Regions from separate parts of the Mus musculus genome. Here regions 2, 3, 4, 5, 6 and 7 are each linked to region 1. The links are chromatin contacts, called in public promoter capture Hi-C and targeted proximity ligation maps. All regions are on one chromosome and are shown on one strand. The core of a region is the stretch at or near the end of the contact, and the rest is flanking DNA. Distances in the headings are between cores, read along the strand shown.

What was found. Promoter capture Hi-C pulls out the DNA fragments that hold promoters and counts their contacts.
Region 2: a contact with region 1 is called in a promoter capture Hi-C map of liver, with 5 times the contacts expected there. A contact is called at or near these places in 5 of 39 promoter capture datasets (hippocampal neurons, liver, neutrophils and 1 more), 1 of 484 Hi-C or Micro-C datasets (liver), 2 of 130 datasets of targeted methods (astrocytes and bone marrow-derived macrophages) and 2 of 9 other capture datasets (adipose tissue and liver).
Region 3: a contact with region 1 is called in a targeted proximity ligation map of pancreatic cancer cells. A contact is called at or near these places in 2 of 39 promoter capture datasets (the SN4741 cell line and liver), 2 of 130 datasets of targeted methods (memory CD8 T cells and pancreatic cancer cells) and 1 of 9 other capture datasets (liver).
Region 4: a targeted proximity ligation map of pancreatic cancer cells shows a contact between it and region 1. A contact is called at or near these places in 4 of 39 promoter capture datasets (the 3T3-L1 cell line, liver and pre-B cells) and 2 of 130 datasets of targeted methods (memory CD8 T cells and pancreatic cancer cells).
Region 5: a contact with region 1 is called in a promoter capture Hi-C map of pre-B cells, with 3 times the contacts expected there. A contact is called at or near these places in 2 of 39 promoter capture datasets (liver and pre-B cells), 1 of 130 datasets of targeted methods (memory CD8 T cells) and 1 of 9 other capture datasets (liver).
Region 6: a contact with region 1 is called in a targeted proximity ligation map of pancreatic cancer cells. A contact is called at or near these places in 1 of 39 promoter capture datasets (cranial neural crest) and 1 of 130 datasets of targeted methods (pancreatic cancer cells).
Region 7: a contact with region 1 is called in a targeted proximity ligation map of memory CD8 T cells, with 7 read pairs. A contact is called at or near these places in 3 of 39 promoter capture datasets (hippocampal neurons, liver and pre-B cells), 1 of 130 datasets of targeted methods (memory CD8 T cells) and 1 of 9 other capture datasets (liver).

The regions. Positions count from the first base shown.
Region 1 is chr19:5,086,578-5,090,124 of GRCm38.p6, forward strand. It overlaps Yif1a (Yip1 interacting factor homolog A (S. cerevisiae)), which reads left to right and starts at 1,961. Exons shown (of 8, transcript NM_026553.4): 1 at 1,961-2,171; 2 at 2,842-3,053; 3 at 3,195-3,299; 4 at 3,427-3,505. The coding sequence starts at 2,141.
Region 2 is chr19:6,075,441-6,078,987 of GRCm38.p6, forward strand. Vps51 (VPS51 GARP complex subunit) reads right to left here and starts at 1,747. Exons shown (of 10, transcript NM_001081041.1): 1 at 1,511-1,747; 2 at 923-1,052. The coding sequence starts at 1,738. It also overlaps a transcript of Tmem262 not described here.
Region 3 is chr19:4,161,393-4,164,939 of GRCm38.p6, forward strand. Rps6kb2 (ribosomal protein S6 kinase, polypeptide 2) reads right to left here and starts at 1,991. Exons shown (of 15, transcript NM_021485.3): 1 at 1,776-1,991; 2 at 1,430-1,470; 3 at 1,211-1,331; 4 at 868-936. The coding sequence starts at 1,853. Carns1 (carnosine synthase 1) reads right to left here. Exons shown (of 10, transcript NM_134148.2): 10 at 2,932-3,547.
Region 4 is chr19:4,212,616-4,216,162 of GRCm38.p6, forward strand. It overlaps Clcf1 (cardiotrophin-like cytokine factor 1), which reads left to right and starts at 1,623. Exons shown (of 3, transcript NM_019952.5): 1 at 1,623-1,885. The coding sequence starts at 1,870. Gm45928 (predicted gene, 45928) reads left to right here and starts at 1,810. Exons shown (of 4, transcript NR_132309.2): 1 at 1,810-1,885. LOC102631992 (a long non-coding RNA gene) reads right to left here. Exons shown (of 4, transcript XR_003952884.1): 3 at 435-3,137.
Region 5 is chr19:5,962,596-5,966,142 of GRCm38.p6, forward strand. Pola2 (polymerase (DNA directed), alpha 2) reads right to left here and starts at 1,611. Exons shown (of 18, transcript NM_008893.3): 1 at 1,231-1,611. The coding sequence starts at 1,309.
Region 6 is chr19:4,230,380-4,233,926 of GRCm38.p6, forward strand. It overlaps Pold4 (polymerase (DNA-directed), delta 4), which reads left to right and starts at 1,514. Exons shown (of 4, transcript NM_027196.4): 1 at 1,514-1,809; 2 at 2,084-2,173; 3 at 2,369-2,480; 4 at 2,835-3,255. The coding sequence starts at 1,713. The coding sequence ends at 2,859. It overlaps Gm45928 (predicted gene, 45928), which reads left to right. Exons shown (of 4, transcript NR_132309.2): 2 at 2,084-2,173; 3 at 2,369-2,480; 4 at 2,835-3,253. All of the region lies in intron 2 of LOC102631992 (a long non-coding RNA gene), which reads right to left.
Region 7 is chr19:5,911,061-5,914,607 of GRCm38.p6, forward strand. It overlaps Dpf2 (D4, zinc and double PHD fingers family 2), which reads right to left and starts at 1,811. Exons shown (of 11, transcript NM_011262.5): 1 at 1,681-1,811. The coding sequence starts at 1,712. Gm42067 (predicted gene, 42067) reads left to right here and starts at 1,894. Exons shown (of 2, transcript NR_168272.1): 1 at 1,894-2,012; 2 at 3,477-3,547.

The DNA of each region.
Region 1 (3,547 bases), core at 711-3,210:
TAGAACCCAGACTCTAGCCATCACTCTGGGCCATGGTCAAGCCTCCGTTCCCTTTGTCCCTCTGTAAGGGCTAAAGTGATCCCCCCTTTTATTTTTATTTTTTAAAGGTGTATTTATTTTATGTATGAGTGCTCTATCTGCACGTACACCTGCATGCCAGAAGAGGGCATCAGATCCCATTACAGATGGTTGTGAGCCACCATGTGGTTTCTGGGAATTGAAGTCAGGACCTCTGGGTTTTTTTGATTGTTTGTTTGTTTGGTTGGTTGTTTTTTTTTTTTTTTTTTTCTGAGACAGGGTTTCTCTGTATAGCCCTGGTTGTCCTGGAACTATTTTGTAGACCTCGAACTCGTGATTTTGTAGGCTGGCCTTGAACTCGTGATCCTCCTGCCTCTGCCTCCTTCACCAAATCCTACCGGCGTACGCATCCACAACTGGCAAGATTTATTTATTTATTTTATATATACAATACACAATAGCTGTATAGATAGTTGTGAGCCATTGTGTGGTTGCTGGGACCTTCGGAGAGCAGTCAGCCAATGCTCTTAACCACTGAGCCATCTCTCCAGTCCCGATCTCCCCCCCCCCCCAAAATTAATTACATGTTAAATGTATTTGTTCTGTGTATCTCTCTCTGGGCGGGATGGTGCAAAGAGGTGCACTTTAACATAGCTCGAGTGTACAAATCGGAGGAAGATTTTTCGGAGTTGGCTCTCTTCTTCCACCGTCTGGGAATTGAATTTAGGTTCTCAGGCTTGGCAGTCTGCTGAGCCATCTCACAAGCAAGCTAACATGACTCTTAAAGGATTTGGACAAATGGATAAAAAGGGAAAGGCATATCTCCCGCATCCCAGGCGGAGGAGCAAAAGCAGCTGTTGGACAGCATGGGCTGAGTTTGGGGATCAGAAAAGTCTGACCTTATGCAACTAAACGCTGAGTAGTTAGTCAGCTGTAAGTATCCGAGGGTGTGTCATGCTATCTAGAGAATAGTACCTGACAGTCTGTGAGAGAGGGACCCTTGGAGGGATTGTCTCCAGCGACGATGGGAGTGGTTACAGCCTGGGTGGGAAGAAAAGAGCCTAGGAGACTAGGAGTGAAGCTTACGGGCCTCACTTGGAGATCACAGGACTGGTGATGACTCAGGAGACCTTCAGGAGACAGGTCACTACACCTCTGCCTCCCAAATCTCCCGGACCACTGGAGAAAGCGATGGAACAAGGCCCAGTACAGATTCCTGTCCCATGTATACCACCAGGACTTCGTATCTTCTGGGTGGTCTCAGTTTCTGTCTCCTGCCCCATGCGTGAGCGCGTGTGTGCGTGTGAGTGCGTGTGTGCATAACGTATTGAGCGCGATTCCAAACCCTCCCAGCAGAGGCCCTCGGGGATGAGCCCAGCGGCGGACTCTACAGGGCATTTTCAGCACCAGCCGACGGACAGCACCAGTTCTGAAAGGAGTGGGAGGGCGGAGGAGGAGTCAGCGTTCCAGGGCTCAGGGCCGCGCTGTCACTCTCCCGGTGCGGGCAACAACAACAATTTCTAGCAGGCCGGAGCTCCAAAACAGGATGGAGTGAATTGGAGGAAAGAGCACAGAGTAGGGGCAGGGATCAGTCAGAGCTTGACCGACCGCCGCATTCCTCTTGGACTGCATTGCGGCGGAGCCAGCTTTGTGCCCTGACTAGTTGGGTCGGTCAGGACTTTAATCTTCCTATTGGCGTAGTCGTGGCAAGGAGCGTCAAGCGCCTCTTGGCGCAGACGCGGAACTAAGTTACAACTCCTTCTCACCTATTGGCTGGTAGCGCCGCAAATTAGCCAGCCTACTAGTCAATCCGAGAACATCTTGAGTAGCTCCGCCCCCTATCTGTCGGAAGTTGAATATGACAAAACCCGATTGGAAGAGAGCTCACCAGTAGCCAATTGAAAGTGTAAAGGGGGAGAACCAGCTCTTCCGACGAGCCAATGGTAGACAGCGAAGTGTGACGCCAAGGACATGGCGGCCGCGATCGGACAGCCCTGGGACGTGTCGGGCCGTCGGGTAACTTCGGTCAGGACCAGGCAAGAGAAGTAGCTGTTTCAGTAGTGTTCGTACCCACGACTCAGCGAAGTACCCACGACCCTTGGGTAGAGCGAACGTCACGGCCATGGCTTACCATTCGGCATATGGAGTCCACGGTGCGTGAGGAGTGGGGAGGGCGGGGCGCGGCCTGGCAGCGGGGAGCCAAATACGCTGAGAGACCCACTGGTTCTGTTGGAGAGGGTCTGCAGTGACCGCTGCCCAGGGCGGGGAGAGTGTCTCTCGGGTTCCTGCCCTGCCACACTGCAGCGTGTCCTGGACTTCGCCCTTACTAGCCAGTCCTGAGATCAGGCTGCGACAGCACTACTGGGATCCTCAAGTCTAATCCTGCTTGTACCGAATTTGCCTCCAGAACTTCCTTTCCCTCTTACAACTCGGGCAGCATTCCTGACCACTGTCCAGGGACTCCGAATAGCCAATATTGCCTTTTCTACCTGTGTTAAGTCAAGGAATGTCTTTGCGGTGATTGTGCCCAAGCAAACGTCTTTTCACTCGCTAGTACTCAGAGATCATTTCCCTTGAGAGACTTCCTAGAAACCCCAAATGGGTAGCCATGTTTAGGCACACCTTTCCCACTGCATGCAGTAAATGATCCCCCACCCTGACCCCCCGAAGGATAGGAGATCGACTTTAAAACTCATCCTGCCTTTTCCTCAATTGTTCGGTGCCTTAGGACCTATGCACAGCTTCCCAGCCTGGGGAAAGGGCAGTGGTCTGGGTTCTTGCTCTGTAATTCTGTAATCTACTTTGGTCCTCTCACACCTGCAGGTTCCAAGCATAGGACCCGGGCAGCTCCAGACCCTCCTCCACTCTTCGATGATACAAGTGGTGGTTATTCCAGCCAACTGGGCGGATACCCAGCCCCAGGAGCTGATGTAGCCTTCAGTGTCAACAACCTGCTTGGAGACCCAGTGGCCAATATGGCAATGGCCTATGGCACCTCCATAGCATCCCAAGGGAAGGACATAGTGCACAAAGAGGTGTGCCCTGGGCTCCCGGGAGGAGGGAGGCAGGGCTTCTGGCCAGGGTTGGGGTGTCACAGGATCCCATCTTACTCCCCAGGCATCCTTTAGGAAGGATCACGGTAGGGCTCATCCATAGCCTCTTCTCTTTACTTCCAGCTGCACCGTTTTGTGTCCGTGAACAAACTCAAGTATTTTTTTGCTGTGGACACAGCCTATGTCGCTAAGAAGCTAGGGCTATTGGTCTTCCCATACACACATCAGGTGAGCTTCCCACCAGGAGAGCTGGCCAGCCTCTCCCCACTCGCGGATAACCTGACTGATCATCAGATCTCAACCCTCTCTCTCTTTCTCTCTGCTCCTGTTTACCCGACCACCTCGCCACGGCCAGAACTGGAAAATGCAATACAGCCATGATGTGCCTCTGCCCCCGCGGAAAGATCTCAATGCCCCTGACCTCTATATCCCCAGTGAGTCTCTGATGTGGGGCTTGGCCACAAAGGGGACTTGTG
Region 2 (3,547 bases), core at 497-2,996, 990 kb after region 1:
ACTTGCCTTGGAAATTCCCCAGCTGTGGCCTTCAGGCAAAGCCAAGGTAGATTCCCCAACCATGGCCTTTACTCAGAGCCAAGCTAGACAAGGGGTTAGTTTGACCAGAATGTCTAAACTACTAACACACTTGAAAAAAGGCTGCCCACCCTGCAGCCCACCCTGTATCTGCTTATGAGCTCATTATGGCTTTTTCCTTATAAAGTCTGACCCCGGACAGTGTACAGGTATGTGGCTGTCAGCTCCCGAATCTGTGAGCTGTTGCCCTAATCAATTAGTCTTGGGGTGTGCACTCAATAACCGTGCCTATGTGACTGAGATTGGTGTTCATGTGGTTTGTGGGGTGACTCCTGGACCCAAAAACTATTAGTAAATCTTAAGGAATGAGGATACAGACAGAGGGGGAGAGAGTGGCAAATCTGCTCTGAAGGCAGACTGACCAGAAACAAAAGTTACCACTAATAACATTTTTAACAAAAATTTTAATTGACTTTGAGATGGCTTAGTAGCAGGCAAATGTGTTTGTCACCAAGCCTGATAACCTGACTTCAATCCCTGGCACCCTCATGGTGGAAGGAGAATACAGACTCCTGAAAGTTGTCTTCTGACCCCCACACAAATGTTGTGTCCCACACATATGCATGTGCACAATATAAATAAACAAACAAAGCTAAAGCTTACTGAAACGCTGGTGCTTCCTAAGTGCTGCAGAGAAACTCACTGCATTTCATTCTTCCTTCCCAGCGCTGGTCCTTTGGACAAACCCCACCCCCACAGGAGTCATCACTTCAGCAGCAGTGGATTAAGGTTGGGACCCAATTGTAATCTGGGTCTCTTTCCTTTAATCCCTGTTTTTCTTAACACGGGGTGAGGACCTGGTGGGGGTGGTGTAAGACTGAGGAGTGTGTCCCAGTGGGGTCACCTGTAGCTGAGATGAACTTGTTGTAGTTCTCATAGACCAGGGTCTGCATGTCGCTGTCTAGAGCCCGGATCTGCCGTACCATGTCCGTCTCACTGTCCATCAGCTGGGCCAGAGGACATTCTCTACGCAGCTAGAGAAGCAGGTAGGAACAGTCAGCGTTAGTGCTCACTCACGTCCTGCTACCCTGCTTTACGTTAGTTGGATTTCAGTGCAAGACAACTCCAATCCCACCCTTATCAGGAATTCCATAAGTGGCACACTTTAAGTAGCACACTTCACAGGTTAGACCCAATTTGGGATTTGTCAGCGTTCATGGTCTTCTGGCTTAGTTTAAAGTCAACCTAGGCCCTGCCTAGCGCCTGTCAAGAGCATGGTCACACCCACTACCACGAGCCAGCACCGAGACCTCAGACCCAGTGTGACCTCAAGTCAGGCCCAGGCTCCCTTGGCCTCCAGATCTGCCTCTATTGCCTAGTAAGGGCTGTCCTCTTATAAACCCCGCTGCCGTCACCACAGCAACCAAATCGGGAGTAAGATCTAGGGTCCAAGATATTTGGGGTCTGGACCCGCCCCATTTCACACACACACCTTGTCAAGATAAACTTCCGGGTCGAAGTGCGCCCCATTGAGATCGGTTGGGTCCAGAGGGTCAGGCCCTGCGGGATGCCCCGCCACCTCCCCCTCCGAGAGGCCGTAGTAAAGCTTCAGCATCCCGTGAGCCTTCCGCCGACGCTCCGGAGCGTCCGCCTCGGGACCTTCTGGGGAGTCTCCAGGCCCGGACCCTAGGCCAGGCCCCACAGCTGCCGCAGCCGCCATAGCTCCAACCTCAACTCAAAGGGGTGAGGCAGGGGAGGGAACAGATGCACTTCCGGGGACCAGAAACTTGCTACAACCAGGCGGTCCTTCAGGTGAAACGTTCCTCTGCAGCTGTAGGATATGTGAGACTAAAGTTCCGTCTTGCGCTTGTCCTTCTGGAGCACAGAGGTTTCACTGAACTTCTGGATCGTTGAGTTTCTGTGATTTTGCTGTGCTACTTGGGTGAATCGTGGCGTCCCAATCCTGCATCCGCACAGGAAAGAGACTTGCAGAAGATCGAATATGCGTCACAGGGGGGGTCTGCAAGGTTCAAACGTCCATTTAGTAGCCTGCAATATGGCTTTAACGCAGTGTTTCCCAAGGTTCTGTCTCCAAGGAGTCATTCAATATGAGAAACTTTATTCTACTTAGAGAATTTAAGATGTTAATCTTAAGAAGTTAGTGAAATGTGATACGTGAGCAGTTGGGATTGAGGATAATTCGGAAGTTTTAAAGATGTAGGCATAAAACGAAGCTCTCAGCAGGGCGTAGTGGCGCACACCTTTAATCCCAGCACTTGGGAGGCAGAGGCAGGTGAATTTCTGAGTTCGAGGCCAGCCAGCCTGGTCTACAGAGTGAGTTCCATGAGTTCCAGGACAGCCAGGGCTACACAGAGAAACCCTGTCTCAAAAAAAAAAAAAAAAAAAAAAAAAAAAAAGACGAAGCTCTTAAGAGGGGATGAGGTCAGATTATATGTGGAGTTAAATAGAAGAAAATGAGACTTTACTAATGATGTACTGTAAACGTTACCGAGGATGGGCTGATAGGGTGCTGGGCTGCCAGGAGTTTCAGCAGACCAAACACTGTTTTTATCTGAAAATTAGGAGTTAAAAAAAAATCTAAATGGTATACTTTTTATTTTTATTTTTTTCAAGACGGTTTCTCTGCTTAGCCCTGACTGTCCTGGAACTGGTCCTAGTGTAGAACCTGTCTGCCTCCCAAGTGTTGAGACTAAAGGCATGTGATAACACTGTCACCAGCTCCACTGCCTAGCTAAAAACAGTTCTGAATGGTATTAAATCGCCATCTGTCCGGCCCCCAGTATTATATGTGTATTTATGTGTGCAGAGACCAGGGGATAACTCAGAGCTGTAGTTACAGCTCATGTGTGAGCTACCCGTCATGATGCTGGAAACCAAAGTGCAAGAGCAGTTCACCCTGTGCCAGCTCAAACCCTTCCTTTCTTTTCTCTCTCTTTCTTCCTCTTTGAGGCATCATCTCACTCTAACTTTGGCTGACCTGAAACTCATTATTGTAGACCAGGCTGGCCTCAAACTCAGAGATCCAGCCACCTCTGCTTCCTGAGTGCTGGGACTAAAAGTCTGTGCTACCATGTCCACAGCCTGCTTCTCAGCCTGACATGCATGGTTGCTCTTGTCACAGACTAAAGGGATCATGTATTCACTTGTCTTGGACCAAAACATTTTCTTGCCTTCTTATCCAGGGGGCTATTTAGAAACTGTACATCTGAGGATCTCAGCCCACGAAGCTTTAAGAAAGTGAATTTGAGCTGGAGAGATGGTTTCACTTGCTGCTCTTCCTGATGACCCAGGTTCAATCCCCAAGCTCACAACTGTCTGTAACACCCTGGGGGGGGGGGGGATCCAGTATCTTTTTGGTCTCCATGGGGAGCAGGAATACATGTGCATGCAGGCAAAATACTCATCCATACAGGAAAAAAAATCAAAATGAAAATAAAACCCAGGTGTACTGATGTGCACCTGCCTAGAACATTGTGGGCCAGGCAAGTGATCAGGAGAAGGTCACGGT
Region 3 (3,547 bases), core at 741-3,240, 930 kb before region 1:
GTAAGTGTCTAGATGCTAGGTCTGTGCAGTGATATCATCCTGACAGTAACCAACCCATAGAGTCGGGGTACCAAGGGTGGAACAGTATCACAAAGAGCCCCCTTTCTAGAAGCTTCTCCAGTCTGCCCTCCACAAGATCTGATCATGACAAAGACAATGGGAGGACTGGGCACTGGACTCAGAGGTTCAAAGTGTGAACTATGAAAGCATAAAGATCTGAGTTCAAATCTTCAGTAGCAATATAAAAAGCCAACGATGGCTGTGCGTGCCTGTGCCCTGTGGGAGGGGCACAGAAGCACCACTGGGTCTCCAGCCCAGCTTCAGTGAGACCTTGTCTCCTGAGAGGAAGTGACTTAAAAACAGTAAACTTTTCCGGAACCGGTTTATCCTCTCAGTCTCTCACCCTTGATACTTTCTTGTGTTCTTTGAGACAAGGTATCATTATGTAGCCCCTGGTGTGCTGGCCTACCACCACTCAGATCCTCCGGCTTTACCCATTCAAGTCCTGAGACTACACAGTATCCTACCAAGTTCAGCTCAACTTGACCCTGCTGACACACTGAGCCACACAATTCTTTGTCGTGGGTTCCTGTTGCGCTGCATCCTGGGCTTCTATTCACAGAATGCCAACAGTACTGCCTGTCCTCATGAGTCCTGACAATCAAAGCTTGCCATATGTGCCCTAGCAGGCCAGCTTCTTCCATCCAAGAATTACTCCAAAATCGTATGTATGACAATAGATGCTAAGTCAGCAAGTGTCAAGATAAGGACTGTCTTTATCATGTTTCCGGCTGTCTTCCCGAGACCTGGCACAGGCTGATGGGGATGGCAGCTACTCTGTCTCTGCTGGCTAAGCGAGTGACTCACCTTCCTTAAGACCTTCATGGCATATATTTTTCCCAAGTTGGTGCCTTGCACTTTTCTCACCTGGAACACCTGTAGGGCAGGGGAGACAGGATTAACTTCTCTGACCACACCCCACCTTCAAGGTTGCCCCACCCTAAAGGGACCAAAAGGTCTAAACTCAGCTTAAGGGTGGAACAGTAAAGATCTCCATCAGATTTTGAAAGGATATGCCCTTCCTTCCCCCAGGTCTCCAGCTCTGAATTCCATCAGAGACTCCGTACATTTACAAGCCTATTGGGTGTGAAGGATAGTATGCTGTCTCAGGCTAGAGCTGAGGTCGCCAGGGAGAGAGGGATGTTAGTACCTTGCCATAGCCCCCCTTGCCCAGTACACTCAGTAGCTCAAAGCAGTGGGGCCCGATGCGCTCAGGACCCAGGTTCACGCTGCTCTCTGTCAGCTCTACTTCTTCATAGTGTCCCACTGTCCTAAAGACAGAATAAGTTAATGAGGGAAAGGCTCTAGTGTACTCCAAGTCCCGACCCCTACTCCATACCCCCACCCCCCAAGCAAGACCCTCACTCACTCCAGGCCAGCAGCCCTTAATTCGCCAAGGGGACACACGTCCTGTGAGAAACCAAGTAATAAGAACCATGGGAGGTGCCAGAATACCTCCTCCCAACCTAGGCTCAACTGCTTGGCCCAGGGGAGAGGACCAAGGATAGAAGACAGGAGCAGGGATGGGGAAAGGTTGGGAAGGAGAGACCAAGGATAGAAAAGGAAAGATTGGGTCCAGGGGCTGGGGCTGGGGTTGGGGTTGGGGCTGGATCTGGGTTTGTAGGGGTCACAAACCACTCAGAGTTGGGAGCGCCAGGGTTTTGGTTAACCAGCCGGGCTCCCGGGTCCAGTCGCGCCCGGAGAGAAACACTCACCGCAGGGCTGAACTCCGGTTCGCCCTCGCCCTCGCTCCCTTCCTCGGTCTCCAAGTCTAAATCAAATACGGCCGCCATGGCCCCGCCGGTCCCGCGGGACCCTTGGCCCGGACCAGGCAGAACTCTGACTGACAGCACCGGGCTGTGCCTACGTCATTTCTCCGCGACAGCAGCCGCTCGCTCTGTTGACGCAATAGCTTCACCCACTCTCAAGTCGAGTGGGAAGAAAAGATGGCGCCTGTCGGAAAGCCTCTCGGGAGTCGTAGTTCCAGACATCTGGACCTCCCATCCTGCAAGCCTTATGAATAGAATAGGCTTTACTAGACCATCTTCCTTGTCGGTTTCTCCTGGGCCAGCTCTCGCCCCGAGCCGCGCGCACAGAGGCTCCCATTTTGACTCTGGAGCAAGTTCAAGATTTAATGGGCAGAATTACAGATGCATGAACGTTTAAGTGGCAACTCCTCAGCCCTTCTTAGTGCTGTGAGCTGCCCAGAAAGAAAACTTGTGTCTGTTCGGTTGTATTAGGGGACAGTAAGCTGTATTAGGGACACTCCATACAACCTCCCTGAAGCTCACAGACCCTGCAGGTCTGACATTTTCTGGGCGACTGCCTGGGCTTTGTTTCAAGGCTCCCTTTCTGAAGGGCTCAACACACCTAAATATGGACTTTTGCTAATGTATGCATACCGAGTATTTGAGCTGCCTAGTTCAGAATAGATATTTTAATAGAATATAGTTGAAAGGATGGATGAGAACTGGCGAGATGGTTCAGCGGGTAAAATCACTTGCCATACAAATGGCAAGTGACTGCTGGGGTTCGATCCCAAACGAAGCCTGTCCATTTCTATTGGAGTCTGTCTGGATAGCTTTTCCATTGCACACGGGATGCCCACTGAGGTATAGGATATGAACTCAGATGAACAAAATTTAGGGGTATCCAGGTCTGCAGAGGGATTACTGCCTGAATATGATTTAGGATTATAATTCAAGAAAAAAAAATCTCAAACATACATGTAGATATAAGGTAAGCCCGTAGCAAAGGTCAACCCTGGGGCCCAGCCAATGGGGTGCTTTCTACCTCTCCCTCCCACTTCCCAGCTCCCCACCTACTGAACCTGGGAGGGGAGCACTAGCTAAAACACTGGACTCCGGATACTTCACTAGTTAACAAGTCTTTATTTAGGTAGGCAGGTTTCAGGAGCTGTCCTCGGCTCCTGAGCAAAGACAGGTGTTTTCAGAGTAGCTAGCTCCCTAAAATGAGGAAAGGTGTACACAGAAGTCCCAGGGCCAAGCTAGCTAGGAATGCCAGAGGCCAAAGCAACAAAGCTGGTAGAGATCGTGTGTGGTGTATGGGAGGCAGGTGTTTAGGAGTCTGAGTGCTGCCTATAAATGAAGATAGAAAGGAGAGAGGACCTGGAGGCTAACTGAGCGTTTAAAACAGTAAACAGAGAAGGTTGGCCTTGGCATTCTGTCTACATCCACTATAATAGGAACTTGGAGGCAGTCTTTTTTTTTTTTTCTCTCTCTGAGCCTGCTTCCTCATCTGTAACATAGGGGCACTAGGGTCTGCCTGAAAGCATGAAGGGAAATGTTTACTCCTAGTGCTGAGCACAGACATTTGCTTCTACTGCTCAGGCCAACAGACACAGTGAAGCACGGCCAGACATTTTCAGCAGGCTCTACAACTGTCCTGGGTTTTGCATAAAGGCTAGTGTGCTAATCTCCCATTTCATGGCCTTTGTCCAAGGCTAGGGGCTGGTGAAGGTTCTCTC
Region 4 (3,547 bases), core at 373-2,872, 870 kb before region 1:
GGGAGGGAGGTCTAAGCACTTTTCACAGGGCCCCTCCAAGGCACTTTTCATCAGAGCAGCTACTGATGCTCTAGACTTCCCTGCCCCCACCCAGACCAGCTCTCCATTCTCAGCTTTTTCTTCTTGTTCAGAAAAGGGGGGGGGGGGTGAGGGAGAAAGAAAGGAAGGGAAAGAGGGGAAAAAAATAGAAAGAAACACCCCAACAACAAAGTCTGTCCCACTCCAGTGAGGTAATTGAAAACAAATTTTTTCCCAACCCCCCCACCCCCCCACCCCAGTTCTCCAGTGCAGAACAGGGAAGTGCCGCCCTGGGAAACTAGCACTGGCCATGACTGATGCCCACGCTGACCCACAGGCTGGAGGGGCTGTGTTGGACTGGCAGAGTGCCCTCCTTTCCCAGGGGTCCCAGCAGAAGTGGGGGGGGGGGTGAATACCTCATGCCATTCCAGAGACAGGCATCACCTTCCACGGCTGGCTGCCACCGCTATCTACCCCTGGTGAGACTACAGAGAAACAACACAGCAACTTATCAGATGACTTAATTGGTGGAATGCTTCTACAAGCACCCAAGACTTGGGGACCAAATGACTGTCCCCCAAGAAAAATCACAGAATGGGGCTGCCTCCAAGCCCCAGATGACAGCTGTTTCCTCTGCACTAGCTCTCATGCTCCCTCGCTCTCCCTGGCAGCCCTCTGGAGAGGGAGGAAGGAGGAGGAAAGGAGACCCTCCTGGGAGGGTCTAGGCTTATGGGTCCCCTAGGTCTCCCACTCAGAAAGTCCCAACCCAGGCCTGAGGGGAAGGAGGGAGAATGCTCTTAGCCAAACCACCCCTACCTCACCACCGGAAAAACCAACAACCCAAACCCCCAAAGGGAAGAGGATGCCAAATGTCTCGATGGGGAAGCTTTTCACTAACGGGATGCTGGGTCTATCCATGGCCTTGAATCTTCGAGTTCCCGCTGAGTCACCCGTGAAGCCTCTGGTGTTGAAACTGGTCCGGTGCCTTGTGCTGATTAATGAATTACAAATCCCCCACCCATGTGCACTCTCCCTGGTCACCGGGAAGAATGAAAACCCTTGTGAACTTGACTGAGAAGCTGGGCCCTGGTGCCCTCTCCCCTCCTCAGGGGGCATTGTGAGCTGGTTAGTCACCTGCCCCAGCCCCTGGCGCCACACTTAGCTCTAGCTTTTGGAAGTGGGACAAGTGGCGGGACAATAGGCAAGGGGGGCGGTCAGCCCAGACAAAGGGCAGCAGGAAAAACACCATCACTTGCTTGGAGGCCAGCTTGCTGGCATTTGAGAGAATGTGTCATTGCATTTACTCAAGTGGGAGGGGGAGGGAAGGTTAGAATGAAGAGGCAGAGGTAGAGTGGGTACAGGGACCCTCAACCCGGCAATGAGCAGAGGGAAGAAGGCCAGCATGCCTTGGCCGACACCAAGGAAGAAGCCCACACCAAGGCCAGCTCCCTTTCCAAGCTCTCAGGAGTTTGCCGAGGGACGATGCCCTCCCTGCCCCCTCCCCCAGGAGGCCTAGGGTGGTACCGTCGCAGCCTTGCCTCACCTCACCACCCCCCCCCTCAGTGTTGTGGGAGGGAGAGGAGCCCCAGAAGCCCTCCCTTCCCTCCTCCCCCCTCTTCCCCCCACCCGGGGAGGGCTGCTACAATTTGTGGTTACAGCTTTACACGTCAGAAAAAAAAAAGTTTGCAGAATGTCCCACACCGAAAAAAAAATGCGAAACCGAGAGAAAAAAACCTGCGAGTGGGCCTGGCGGATGGGATTATTAAAGCTTCGCCGGAGCCGCGGCTCGCCCTCCCACTCCGCCAGCCTCTGGGAGAGGAGCCGCGCCCGGCCGGCCCGGCCCCCAGCCCCATGGACCTCCGAGCAGGTAGGAGCCAGGCGTCCGAGGCCGAGGCCTCCGCCCCCGCCCAGCACCAGTGAGATCCGGTTCCCGTCCTCCTCCCCACCCTCGGAGCCCCAAGCCCGGGCCGGGCCGGGGAGCAGAGCTCGGGCTGGGGAGGTACGGCCGGGCGCCCTCGAGAGGGGCCGGGTGGGGACGCGGCATTCCTGGAGTCCGCTTGGCGGAGCCAGGAGGTGGCTGAGAACGCGGCGGGGAGCCTGGACAACCCTCAGACCTGGACGGGCGGCCACCTGGAGCCGCGGCGAGGCGGGGTCCCAGGGAACCCGCGGACACAGAGCCCCGCGCCAGAATCGGGGCGAGCGAGTCCGAGGCGGGCAGCGAGGGTGTGGGGGGGGGGCCGCGGCGCAAGGGAGGAGGGGGCCAGGAGAGGAAGAGGGAGGGAGAGAGGCAGAGGGGGAGCCCGCGGCCGAGCAGCGGGAAGCGAGGGGGAGGCCGACACCTCGGGCCGCGCTGAACTCCTTCCTCGGCCCGCGGGGAGGGCAGGAGGGCGCGCGAGAGGAGGGCGGAGGGCAGAGCAAACCTAGCTGGGCCGGGCCGGGCCGGGCCGGGCCGCCACGGGACTCCGGTTACTACGCTGCGCGCGGCGTGGCCGGAGCCCTCCATGCTGCCCACCGCCTGGGAGCCAGAGGCAGGTAGGCGCGGCGGGGTGGCCGGGGCCCCGAGCCCGCGGTGGCCTGGGAGTGATTACTGCAGGAGGGTGTTGTGGGGGAGACGCAGCCTGGCCGGACCCAGCAGGAAAAAGTCCGTCAGCGGCCGGGAGCGCCGAGACTGCCGGCAGCCCCTCGAGCGGCTGCCTGGCTAGGCGGCCCGTGGCAGGAGGGCGGGCCAGGCAGGGAGTGGACGCGCCGGAGCGGGCAGCGGCTCAGCCGAGCCCCGAAGCCCAACGCCCGGACCCCGCCTCCGCCCCCGCCGCCGCCGGGAAGGGAGCGAACGGGGGGGCGGGGCCGGGGGCGCCGGGGCCACACAAGGGGAAGGCGCCATCGCCGCCGGGAGGGGTCCGAGATCGAGAGGTCACGGTCGAGAAGGTAGGGCCAGCGAACTGCCAACTTCCACCGCCCCAGTTCTTGGAGCTGATCCCCTCAAGCAAAGTCCGCGTAGCTTCTTCAAAGTCCCCACACCCATGTTCTCACCTACCTTTCTATTACACTGGGGTGCAGAAGGCTTTCCTCTAGGAGACCCCCAATCTCCGTGTTCTCCAGAGCCTAGGAGCAGGAAGAACCTGCCAAAAGAAAGGAGGGCAGACAGGAGGATGGATGTATATGGCAGCGGCAGACCGAATCTTAGAGAGAGACTAGAGGTGGGGAACATCATTCACACCTCTCTCTCACTTTCTTCTTCTTCTTCTTCTTCTTCTTCTTCTTCTTCTTCTTCTTCTTCTTCTTCTTCTTCTTCTTCTTCTTCTTCTTCCTCTCTTTCTTCTTTCTCTCTGTCTGTCTGTCTGTCTCTCTCTCTGAATCTGAGCAGGGAAATCTCTGGCTTTCATTGTCCCTGACAGGCATCTGTCTCAGTCCAGTCAGTACACACCACCATCCCGTTCGCCCCCCTCACCACCAGCCGAAAGTTCTGACTTCTCTTAACAGTCAAGGTGCACCCTTATAGCTCTAGTGTCCGGTAGCCACACTTCAAGGA
Region 5 (3,547 bases), core at 361-2,860, 880 kb after region 1:
ACAAAGCACTTTAGGCAAAAGACACACCCCTCCCAGTTGGTGACACCTGCTTTCAGGTGCAATCTGAGACCTCATCTCAACAGAAACAACAACAACAACAACAAAGAAAAGCAGAAAACACACCTGTTAGCTTTATAGGGACAATTTTTTTTTCTAGTAACACCTAAACTTGATTTTATATGCATGAGTATTTAGCTTGCATTGAAGTGTACAACATGCATGCAGTGCCTGAGGTGGCCAGAAAGGGGCACAGGATCCTCTGGAATGGGAGTTGCAGATCCCTTGGGTGCAGGGAAGTGAATGTCGGTCCTCTGGAAGAGCAGTCAGTGCCCTTAACCACACAGCCATCTCTCCAGCCCCAGGGCACAGAATCTTCAAAAGATTTCAAGTTCTTTTAAAAAAATGTATATATTATTACTTTATGTGCATTAATGTTCTGCCTGCATGTATGTCTGTGTGAAGGTGTCAGATATTGGAGTTATAGCAAGCAAAGCAGACAGGATGGCACTAATTCAGCTCTTAGCCTTGAATTCTCTATGATCCTCCAGGCCTCAGCCTCCCACGTGCTGGGGTAACAGGCAAGCCCACTTATACTACGGTTTTATTTCCTACAGTAAGAATTTCAAGGGGTACACACACTGCTATTCTGACACTGATGCACACATCTTCCAGGAGAGATGTGTGATTTAAATCTTTACCACTGGTCTCTGTGGAGCAATAGGATGAGGCACTGTACTCCAGAGCAAAAGTCAGGGGTCGGCACACAATCAGGCAACTAAGTCTCCTTGCCCATGTCCCTCCATCTATAAAGAGAGGGAGCCAATAAGCACCTTGAAGTTTCTTCCAAAGCTAAAATAAAGGACTAGGATCCACCTAGAGGAATTCCTATTTGCACAGATCACTAAAAACTCTGATGAGCAGGGCATGGTGGTGTACATCGTTAACCCCAGCACTCGGGAAGCAGAGGCAGGCGATCTCCGTGAGTTCAAGGCCAGCACAGTAATCTACATAATGAGTTCTGGGGTTACCCAGAAAGACTCTGTCTTTAAAAACCAAACAAACAAAAAAACCTCTAATGAGAAAAGTCATTGAGCAAGAGATGACTAGGTATGAGATGCAAACGGTTCCAATGTCTCCTATTGGTAATGTCACCTGTTGTTTAGTCGGGACCCAATAGGTACCACACAAGCATATAGAACTTGGAAGCGATCCTCTCGGTTCGGGACTCACGTTTCTCCAACAGGGAGTCCTCGTAGTCCAGGCCGAAGATCTGTAGTTCCTCCGCCAGCTGCTGGGTGGACACGGCCATGGTGACCCGGGAGTGGCCGGGCGCCTGCCGCCGGGCCCCGACCTCAGCTCTACCCTGCAGACGCTTATCCTTTCGCTTTACCGGAAGGTGACAGGGACGTGTCACGAGACCACCTGGCCTAAGCCCTCAAACGACCCCAGCCACCAGGTCACAGAGAAATACTTCAAAAGCCCTCGAGAGGTCTCGATCCAGAGAGAAAACTTGCTTCCGAGGACTACACCTTAGCTTCTCCGTGAGGAGCACAGCACAGGAAAAACCCGCCAAACGCTTTGCCTAGCGCGCGCTTGCGCGAGGTTCTGCTCGGGCCCCGCCCTCCCCGCGCACGCGCCGGTCCTCCCACTGCAGCTGCGCAGAACGCGCCTCTGCGCGTCACTCCGCGCGGAAATTGAGAATCGAGACCCCGTACTGTGGCTGTTTCAGGAGTCGCCTGTTCTGCTAAGCTCTGCGATGCTTGTTTGTCCCTTTTTTTTTACCCTTGGCCAGGAGGCGCTGTTTGTCTGTATCTTGCAGTGACTGACACGTGTGTCCAGCACGGCCCTGGAAGGGCACGTTAGCTCCTTCCTCCCCCACCTCAGCATCTCCATCCTGCTCTGCCTTGGTTCGTCCTGATCTAACGCTTTCGTAGGGAATGTGGTTATTATAGCTGTTATGATTGTCAGTCACGGGGATAGCGGGAGGGCAGGTCACTGAAGGGGGAGTGGTTAGAGAGTAAAACAAGGAGTGCATTCTCTTCTTGATGTATTTACCAAATTTTCGAACCAAAATCTCCATTGATTTGGCTTAGGTCAATTGATCTGTGACACCCTAAGAATGGAATGGAAGACTGGCAGAGCCTTTAAGAAAAAACGGTTTGAAGCTAGGCCTGGTAGCACACACCTGTAATCTCAGCACTTGGAGGCTGAGGCAGGTCTCTGCAAGTTCCAGCCAAGGCTATACAGAGAGACCCTAACAAGCAAGCAAGAAACACCAAACAGGACTGCAGAGATGGTTTAGCAGTTACGCTTACTGATCTCACAAAGGACTTGGGTTTGGTTCCAGCACTAGTGTGGTGGCTCACAGCTGCCTCTAACTCCAGTTTCAGGGGACCTGAGACCTCCTGACCTCCACAGGCTCCTACAATCACATGGTGCACATACATACACTCAGGTACTCACAAACACCCATTTAAAACCATGCCGCTAGCCCCAGCACTAAGGAAGCAGAAGCAGGAAGATTACTGAGTTTAAGGCCAGCCTGGTCTACAGAATGGCACCCAGAACAGCAGGGCCACACTGAGAAACCCTGTCTCAAAACAAAAACAAAGTGTGTCTGTGTGTTTAAAGGCTGATTGAACTTCAACTTTCTCAGTGAACATCGTGGCTCAAAGCTTCAATCTCAATATTTGGGAGGCTGAGGTGAGATATTAACACGAGACTGCAGCCGACTAGGCCCACATTTTAAGTCTGTCCAACAGAAAAACAAAACAAAACAAAACTTTACTGGGTTTTCACACTAGTAGCAGGAAGCACTGGGCTGGGCTGCAGGAATTTAGCCACCAGGTGGCAGCAAGGTCACACAACACTACGATTTAGTCCCTCAGTGCTGCCACACATCATTAACATCTGAGGCTTATGGCCTTTCTGATAAAGAGAGGTAAGATTTAAATACAGCCTCACAAACCTTGAACCAATTATCACCCATTTCTAGAGATTAGGGGTGTAGCACACCTGGCAGAGTGCTTGCCTGGCGTATCTAAACCTTGGGTGTGACCCTCAGAATCTGATGGCCATTGGCACATTTGTAATCCCAGTACTTGGGAATGAAGGACCAGAAGTTACCCTTAGCTACATCAGAAGTTCAAGGCCAGCCTGCTACAGGAGACCCTGCCTCAAATGAATGCATAAATAAAGCAAAGCCATCTTTCTTTCTTTCTTTCTTTCTTTCTTTCTTTCTTTCTTTCTAGATTTCTTTATTATTATGTCTAAGTGCACTGTAGCTTTCTTCAGACACCCAGAAAATGCTGTCAGATCTCATTACAAGATGGTTGTGAGCCACCATGTGGTTGCTGGGATTTGAACTCTGGACCTTTGGAAGAATAGTCAGTGCTCTTAACCACTGAGCCACCTCTCCAGCCCCCAAAGTAATCTTTTGACTATTTTATTATTTTGTGCGTATGAATGTTTTGACTTCAGGTATGTCTGATGCTGAGGAGGCCAGAAGAGGGCATCAGATTTCCTGGAACTGGACTTAGAGATTAAA
Region 6 (3,547 bases), core at 264-2,763, 860 kb before region 1:
TTTCTCTTTGGAGGGGTCCTCTTCTCTGCCTCCACACACACGGGAGGCCAGCCGAGTGCTTCCTAAGCCAGATCACAGAGCTTCCAAAAAGGAGGGCAAAGGCCTCCAACCAGCCATCCTTGCACCCCTGGAAGGAAGAACCGGATGGGCTCTCCAGAGGGTGATTAGTGCTGGGTCAGTCCAAGTGCTGGTTCCCAGACTCCCACGGGCCAGCATTTTCACCCGCTGCCAGGAAGTTGGTGAGGGGGAGGTGGTAGTAGGGGTGAGTCAGTGATGACAGGAGCCCCAAAACAAAGGTCATGGGTAGAGAATTGAGAGACGCTGTTTACAGCAATTACCTCCTGAGGTCTTCTCCCAATGCCTACCATTCTCCTCCAGCTCTAAGGCATTCGTGCTCCTGCTCTCCTGTCCAGGACTAACGACTGTGTATGTCCCTCTCTCTACCGCGCAAGCCTGGGAGCTTCTGCCGCACACGGGAAGCTAGTTAGTTACACAGTAGCTGTTACTAAGAGCACTTCTGCAGCACACGGGAAGCTAGTTAGTTACACAGTAGCTGTTACTAAGAGCACTTCTGCAGCACACGGGAAGCTAGTTAGTTACACAGTAGCTGTTACTAAGAGCACTTCTGCAGCACACGGGAAGCTAGTTAGTTACACAGTAGCTGTTACTAAGAGCACTGATCACAATTTGCCTACACTTCCCACTTGCAAAAAAACTCTTTTGATATCTATTTTGAGTTAGCATGTGGGAGATGCTTAGAACTCGGCACATGGAAAGTCCAATATGAGGGTTGGGTTTATTGAAATTATTTTCTGCTCATGATACACATTCAGAAAAAAACAAAAACAAAAAAACAGAGCAGATCTGTCAGTTAAGAACTGGGGATATGAACCCATGGAGAATGGAGACTATACTTCTGGCGTCCTGCTTGGAATGGAATCTTCCTGACTAGCAAAGTGGACAGAGGCAGGCTGTGGGACTTGACAGCGGCCACAGCAACCGCATGCCTGGGCTGGGTGGACAGTGGCTCTGCCAGCAGACTGTGAGAAAGGAGCCTTCTGAGCTCATGAGTTTCTCCAGCAAGGTCTCCTGGGGCCAGTAAGAGCAGCAGGGAAGGACCTGGACTAGTCCAAACTCTCTTTGGACCTACAGATCTGATCCCACAGCGCTCTAGGGCCAACCGGCAGGAGAAAAAGGTTCTCAGGGGACTTAAAAACTGGCCATGGGGATTAGTGAGGCTGAAAAGAACATTTGCCTAGGAAGGAAAAACGGGAAGTGAGAGGCCGAGGATAACTCTCTATATGTCCCAAGGGACCCAAGTGGACCAATGAGAAACCCGAGGAGGTGGTGAAGTCTGGGGCATCTTGACAGGTTCTTGGTTCCGCCTAACCCCTCCTCACTCGAAACGCAGCAGCAGCTACCCCGCCCCCCGTCTTCTGCCGATTGCCATTGGCTAGAATTAAGGTCCCGCCCCGCAAAGGCCGTTTGCCATTTGCTTAGGTCTCTGATGTTTGCGTGCTTGTGGGGGCGGAAGACAGGCGTCATTCCCTGGAACCTAGGGACTTCCTCTCTCTGCTTGTCTGGGTCAACTTGTCTGTCCATTGCTGGCCCATCTCTCTCTGGCCCCCTCTCTCACTCTCAGCAGCTGTCTCTCACAGGCCCGCTGCCCTGCCTTTTCTTTGCCTCCTGCTCCGCCTGCCTGGGTGGCCGCCATGGGTCGGAAGCGGTTCATCACTGACTCCTATCCTGTTGTGAAGAAGAGGGAGGGGCCCCCTGGGCACAGCAAGGGAGAGCTGGCACCCGAGCTAGGTCTCTAAAATGTGGGGGTGGCAGGAAGAGTGGACATGAAGTGACCAGAAAGGACTCTGTGTGTGTGTGTGTGTGTGTGTGTGTGTGTGTGTGTGTGTGTGTGTGTTGGCTAAAAAGGGAAGCTAGCATGTCTCGCACTTCCGATGAGCTGTCTGTCTGCTGGATGGCAAAGGCAAATGGGTGGGGAGATTGCCAGGATATAGAGTCACAGCTCTAAGTCCAGGGTAGGGCAAAGGCCTGGATGTGCCTGAGGAGCCACCACATGTTATTGCAGGGGAAGACACCCAGTCCCTCAGCCAGGAGGAAACAGAGCTGGAGCTGCTGAGGCAGTTTGACCTGGCCTGGCAGTATGGGCCTTGTACAGGTGAGCACCCCATTTCCAGTCCCTCCCATCAGGCACATCTCTGAATCAGTTCTGTTATCAATGTGTCTCAAAAGTAATCCTGCCTAGCTCTTGGACACTGTCTCCTGAAACTGACTATGGAGGCTCAAGAAACTGCCGTCCATGTCCACTATCCTGGATTCTCCTGCCTATCCTGTCTTCTTTTCCTGATGGCAGGTATCACAAGGCTGCAGCGCTGGAGTCGGGCAGAGCAGATGGGCTTGAAGCCCCCCCTAGAGGTGTACCAAGTGTTGAAGGCACACCCTGAAGACCCTCACTTCCAATGCAGGTCAGGATAGGCTGGGACAGCTTTCAGGGGAACCAGGGACTTCTCCAGGAGCTGCCACCCTCTTGGTCTACGTAGGGGCTACCTTGACTTGGAGAAGTGGGAACAGACTTAGACGGTCCTTCCTGTCAAGCAAGAAGAGTCTGGCTCGAGATAGATCTCGATAATGATCCTTACCTCTATGAGCTGATGGTGGGGGACGGGTATATCTAGGGCCCATGGAGCTATCCATGAGTCCTGAGGTGTTCACCAGAGCCACAGGATTGTAGGCAGTAAGTAAGTAAGAACTAGAGACAGTCCATCAAGGAACAGAACTGATGTGGCTATGACTTCCTTCTCCCACCCTGTCTTCCACAGCCTGTGGCATCTCTACCCACTCTGAGGTACCCCCACGTTGTCCTTCTCTGGGCACCTCCTAGCCACCAAGAACTTCAGGACAGACATCATGGCCTGCTCTGCTCATTCCAACCTTGGAGAAACAGCAGGCTGACTGTGGAGGTCTTCCTGGTTCAGCTTCTTCTCCATCTAAACAGCAGGCTGCTGAAGCTCCTGGGACCTGTGAAGCTGAGCACCTCCACGCCCTAATCATGACCACCAGATGCCCACCCGCCACACCCCTGACCTACGGTGTGGCAAATCCAGCACAGGCTGGCATAAACCAGATGTCGGCAGATAACCTAAAGGGCCCACCTTGGGCATCTAGCTGAGGGCACAGATGAGTGAGTTATTGGATCAAGGAGCTCACTAATGCTTACAATAAAGTACATTAAGCCTGAGATTCTGACCTTACATCTCTTAATATGCTCTAATCTAGCCGGCAGTTCCCAAACTGTAAGTGGGCTGGAGAGCCAGCTACAGGCTTTTTTTTTTTTTTTTTTTTTTTTTTTTTCTTTACTTAGGCTGGCTACAAACTCAGAAATTTGCCTGCCTCTGCTTCCTGAATGCTGAGATTAAAGGGTCCCAATATGGGGCGGGGGACAGTGCTGTGACTGGGATGTAAAGTGATTAATTAATTAACTAATTAATTAATGGGGAAAAGGTTTCACTATGTAGTTCTGTTTGTCCTAGAA
Region 7 (3,547 bases), core at 561-3,060, 820 kb after region 1:
GAAAGTTCCCCGGGGAACATGTTAGGAGCTTCCAGTCTTCTGCACTACAGCTGAGGAGAAGCAAGTTAGTGCCCCACTGATACTCAGGAACCAGTGAGTTAAAGAGGCATGAAGAGCAATGCTCTATTTAAATGGGCACCCAACACTTAAAATACTACACCAATGGGTTGGCAACTCCATTTTCTGCCAGACCATCTTTCAACATGAAGAACTCCATTGACATCTAATTCTGAAAACCTAGGCAAGCATATTCTTTTAGACAGTAAGATTTTCAGGGTAAAAGCTGTGACTCCTCCTTTCACAGGAAACCTGGGGGGTGGGGAGGGGGCACAGGACAACTCCCCTTCCAGGGGAATAAGGGGGGTCCAACAAAGAGAAAGGCAGGGTAATAAAGACTTAACTTCTGAGTCCAGAAGGAGAACTATAAAATTGGTAAATTAACAGCCTCATTTCTAAATTGAGGGAAATGTCAGCCTGAAGAGAGCCGGGGATCCGGAGTGGGCAGATCACAGAGATAATAGCGTTGGGAGGAGGGGTGGTTGAAATAGGCAGCAGGATGAAGCCAAAAGCGAGATTAAAAAAAAAAAAAAAGCCACAAGAGAAGGCACTTAGCTTAATGGAAGTGGAAAAGCATTTTCAAAGAAAGGGGCTGCAAGCAGCAGGGAAGAAGCAACTTAACCTTAAAAAAAATTTTTTAAAAGCCTCTTGGGACGATTGGGGCTCAGCCCACGACAAAGACAGATAAAGCTGCGAAAAGTCCTCCAGAATGGTTCCAAAACCTTTACTTTGTCATCCAGAATCCAAAAGCTTTGATTGGACAGCTGAAACACTTCAATTTCTCTATCCTTACATCACGTCTAACATGGCCATTAAGGGAAGAGAAGGCCATTCTTAAATCCAATGGGCACCCCGTTCCAAAACTCTGATTCTTCTTCAAGAAGGAAGGAAGAGCCTCATCCAAACATCTCCAACTGAGGGGAAGCGACTAGCAGGCCAGTCCCCGTTCCCGGTGTCGCCCAACAACCGTTTATTTCAGCTCCACTGGAAATCTGACCCGCACAATGGCATCTGGGGGACAGAGAACGCCCACCTCAGGGCTCCTGCGGACTGGAAGGCCATCTGGCTCCGGTCTAGTTCCCCACTCCCCGAAGTTCTGCTCTTGGACCAGTTCTTCCCAAGAACATTTTTAGTTTCGTGGACCCCGGATTTCCCGGTTAACGTCACCAGGCTGCTTAAGTCTTAGGACTCCGCAGGGACGGCGGAGCCTATGGCCCCAGGGACGGCGGTGGGCGGGGAGGGGACCCCGATCTCCTAGTGCCGCCGGCCTCGGCTTGGCGGGACTGACGCGTCTCCAGAGAGGGGCCAGGGACCGTGAGCCTCTCCTTCGCAGCCCGCAGCTCCGCTCGGGGCTCGGCCCGCGAGGAGGACACCCGTCGGGGGCTCCGGTGTGCCCCCCTCCAGTCCTCCACAAGTTTCCAAAAGAAGCCCAGCGCCGTCTCCCGAGTCTCCTGTTGCCCTCCCTCCCAGCAGTCGCACAGCAAGGACTTCCCGGGCATGTCCTTCTCTCTACCTTGTCTCTTCCCGCACCTCCCTCTCTACTCCCAGGTCCTTTACAAGATTTCTGGTACATGAGAGATTAAAAAAGAAAAAAGAGACAAACAAACAAAAAAGACCACTCACAGCTTCACTACATTCTCCACCACAGCCGCCATCTTCCCTGTTCCTCTCCCTCAGGCCGGGAGGCCCCGAAACCTACAACGCGCAGGCGCTAAGCCTTCTCAGGACACAGGGTCCTCGACCCTCTGCGCAGGCGCAGCTAGGGGGTGCGCGCACGCACAGGCCCACGAGAGCGAGCGCTCGAGAACGACCTGTCCTGAAGGAGCCTAGGATCCCAGTGCGCAGGCGCGATTGGAAAACTTACATGCCCTCTGCAGCTCATTCTAGAGATCCGTCTCCCCTCCATTTAGTGACGCCTCAGCTAGGAGATCTGGCTCGGTTGGAAAGTGAGAAAGGTAAGTGAAAAGGCCACGCGGATAGGCTAGAAGTTGCAAACAGTGTCCTGCCTGGCTGGCCGTTAGCCACGAGGTTGACACACAGGGAGAGATTGGTGGGTAGGTAGTGAAAGGTCAGAGTCCCAGTCCTTTAGGTACCTCTGTTCCCAGTCAGCCCATTTTAGAGAATGGAAAGTGAGTGCCCAAAATGGGCTGTTCTTGGGCCTGACTCTCATTCGGACAATTCCTGCCAGTAAACCCGGTCCTTGAACTTCACTGGCACCCACCTCTTCTCTCTTGCTTGCCTCTCTCTCCCTCTTCCTCTCCCTCTCTCTCCCTCTCCCCTCTCCCTCTCTCTCCATTCCTTTGCTCTGTATGTCTGTCTTTGTGTGCGTGCATGTGCCATAGCATATGTGTAAGAGTGAGAGAGCAGCTTGGGGATGTGAGTTCTTTCATTCTACTTTGTACCTGGGGGATGGTGGTCAGGTTGTCAGGCGTGGTGCCCAGAGTCCGTATCTGCTGTGTCATCCCACAAGCCCTTGATTGCTATTACCAAGCCATTCTCCACATTGAAAGTTTTCACTGGTGTGACTAGCCCTCTTAGTTCTATACTATTTATTTCTCCTTCAGTATCGAGTTATGCAAATCCATGAACAAACATGTTTCCCCTTAAAGAAGAAACCAGCCGGGCGGTAGGGGCACACACCTTTAATCCCAGCACTTGGGAGGCAGAGACAGGAGGATTTCTGAGTTTAAGGCCAGCCTGGTCTACAAAGTGAGTTCCAGGACAGCCAGGGCTACACAGAGAAGCACTGTCTCAAAAAAACAAAAGCAAAAACAAAAACAAAACAAGAAGAAGAAGAAACCAACAGGACTCCCTTAAGCCCATTGGCACTGCATCTCAGCCCATTTCTTTTCACTCTTTCTAAGCAGATTTTCATTCGTATTCTGTACTGCCCTGTTTTCCTAGGCTCTCTTCTGCTTACTGAGTGCTTTTGTTCCCACCAGGCCTTTTGAAATAACTCCTAACAAAGTCACCAAACCTCGGTTTCAATGGATTTAGAAGCGATCTACTCTCTGTCCATGTTGGACCTGATATATATGTGTATATGTATATGTATGCATAGATTGTCTTTTTTTCTTTAGGAGGTAGGAGGATTGCCACAAGTTCAAGGCCCATGCAGGCTACACAAGCTCCAAGCCACTGGGGCTACATAGAAAACCTGAGGGACAATAGCAACAAACAGCAAAAGTTCCCAGAGCCTCCACTCAAGTGGAAACTTCTGGTTTCCTTAACAACTTAGTCACATCATGTGATGTTTTTCTGGAAGCTGTCTTGTGAGAGGACATGTAATATTTTGCCGAAAACAGATACCTGAGAGAGTGTGTGATGTTTAGAAAGAATATAACTGGAACCCCACGAACAATGAGAGGGAGTTCTTGCATGGCTATACCATCAATGCTTCGCTGGTCTTCACTTCATAGGGAGAAACTCACTCGCCAAACAACGTCTCGTGGTATCCTGGCTGACTCTGGCCGCTTCAGCAGAGCCTGGC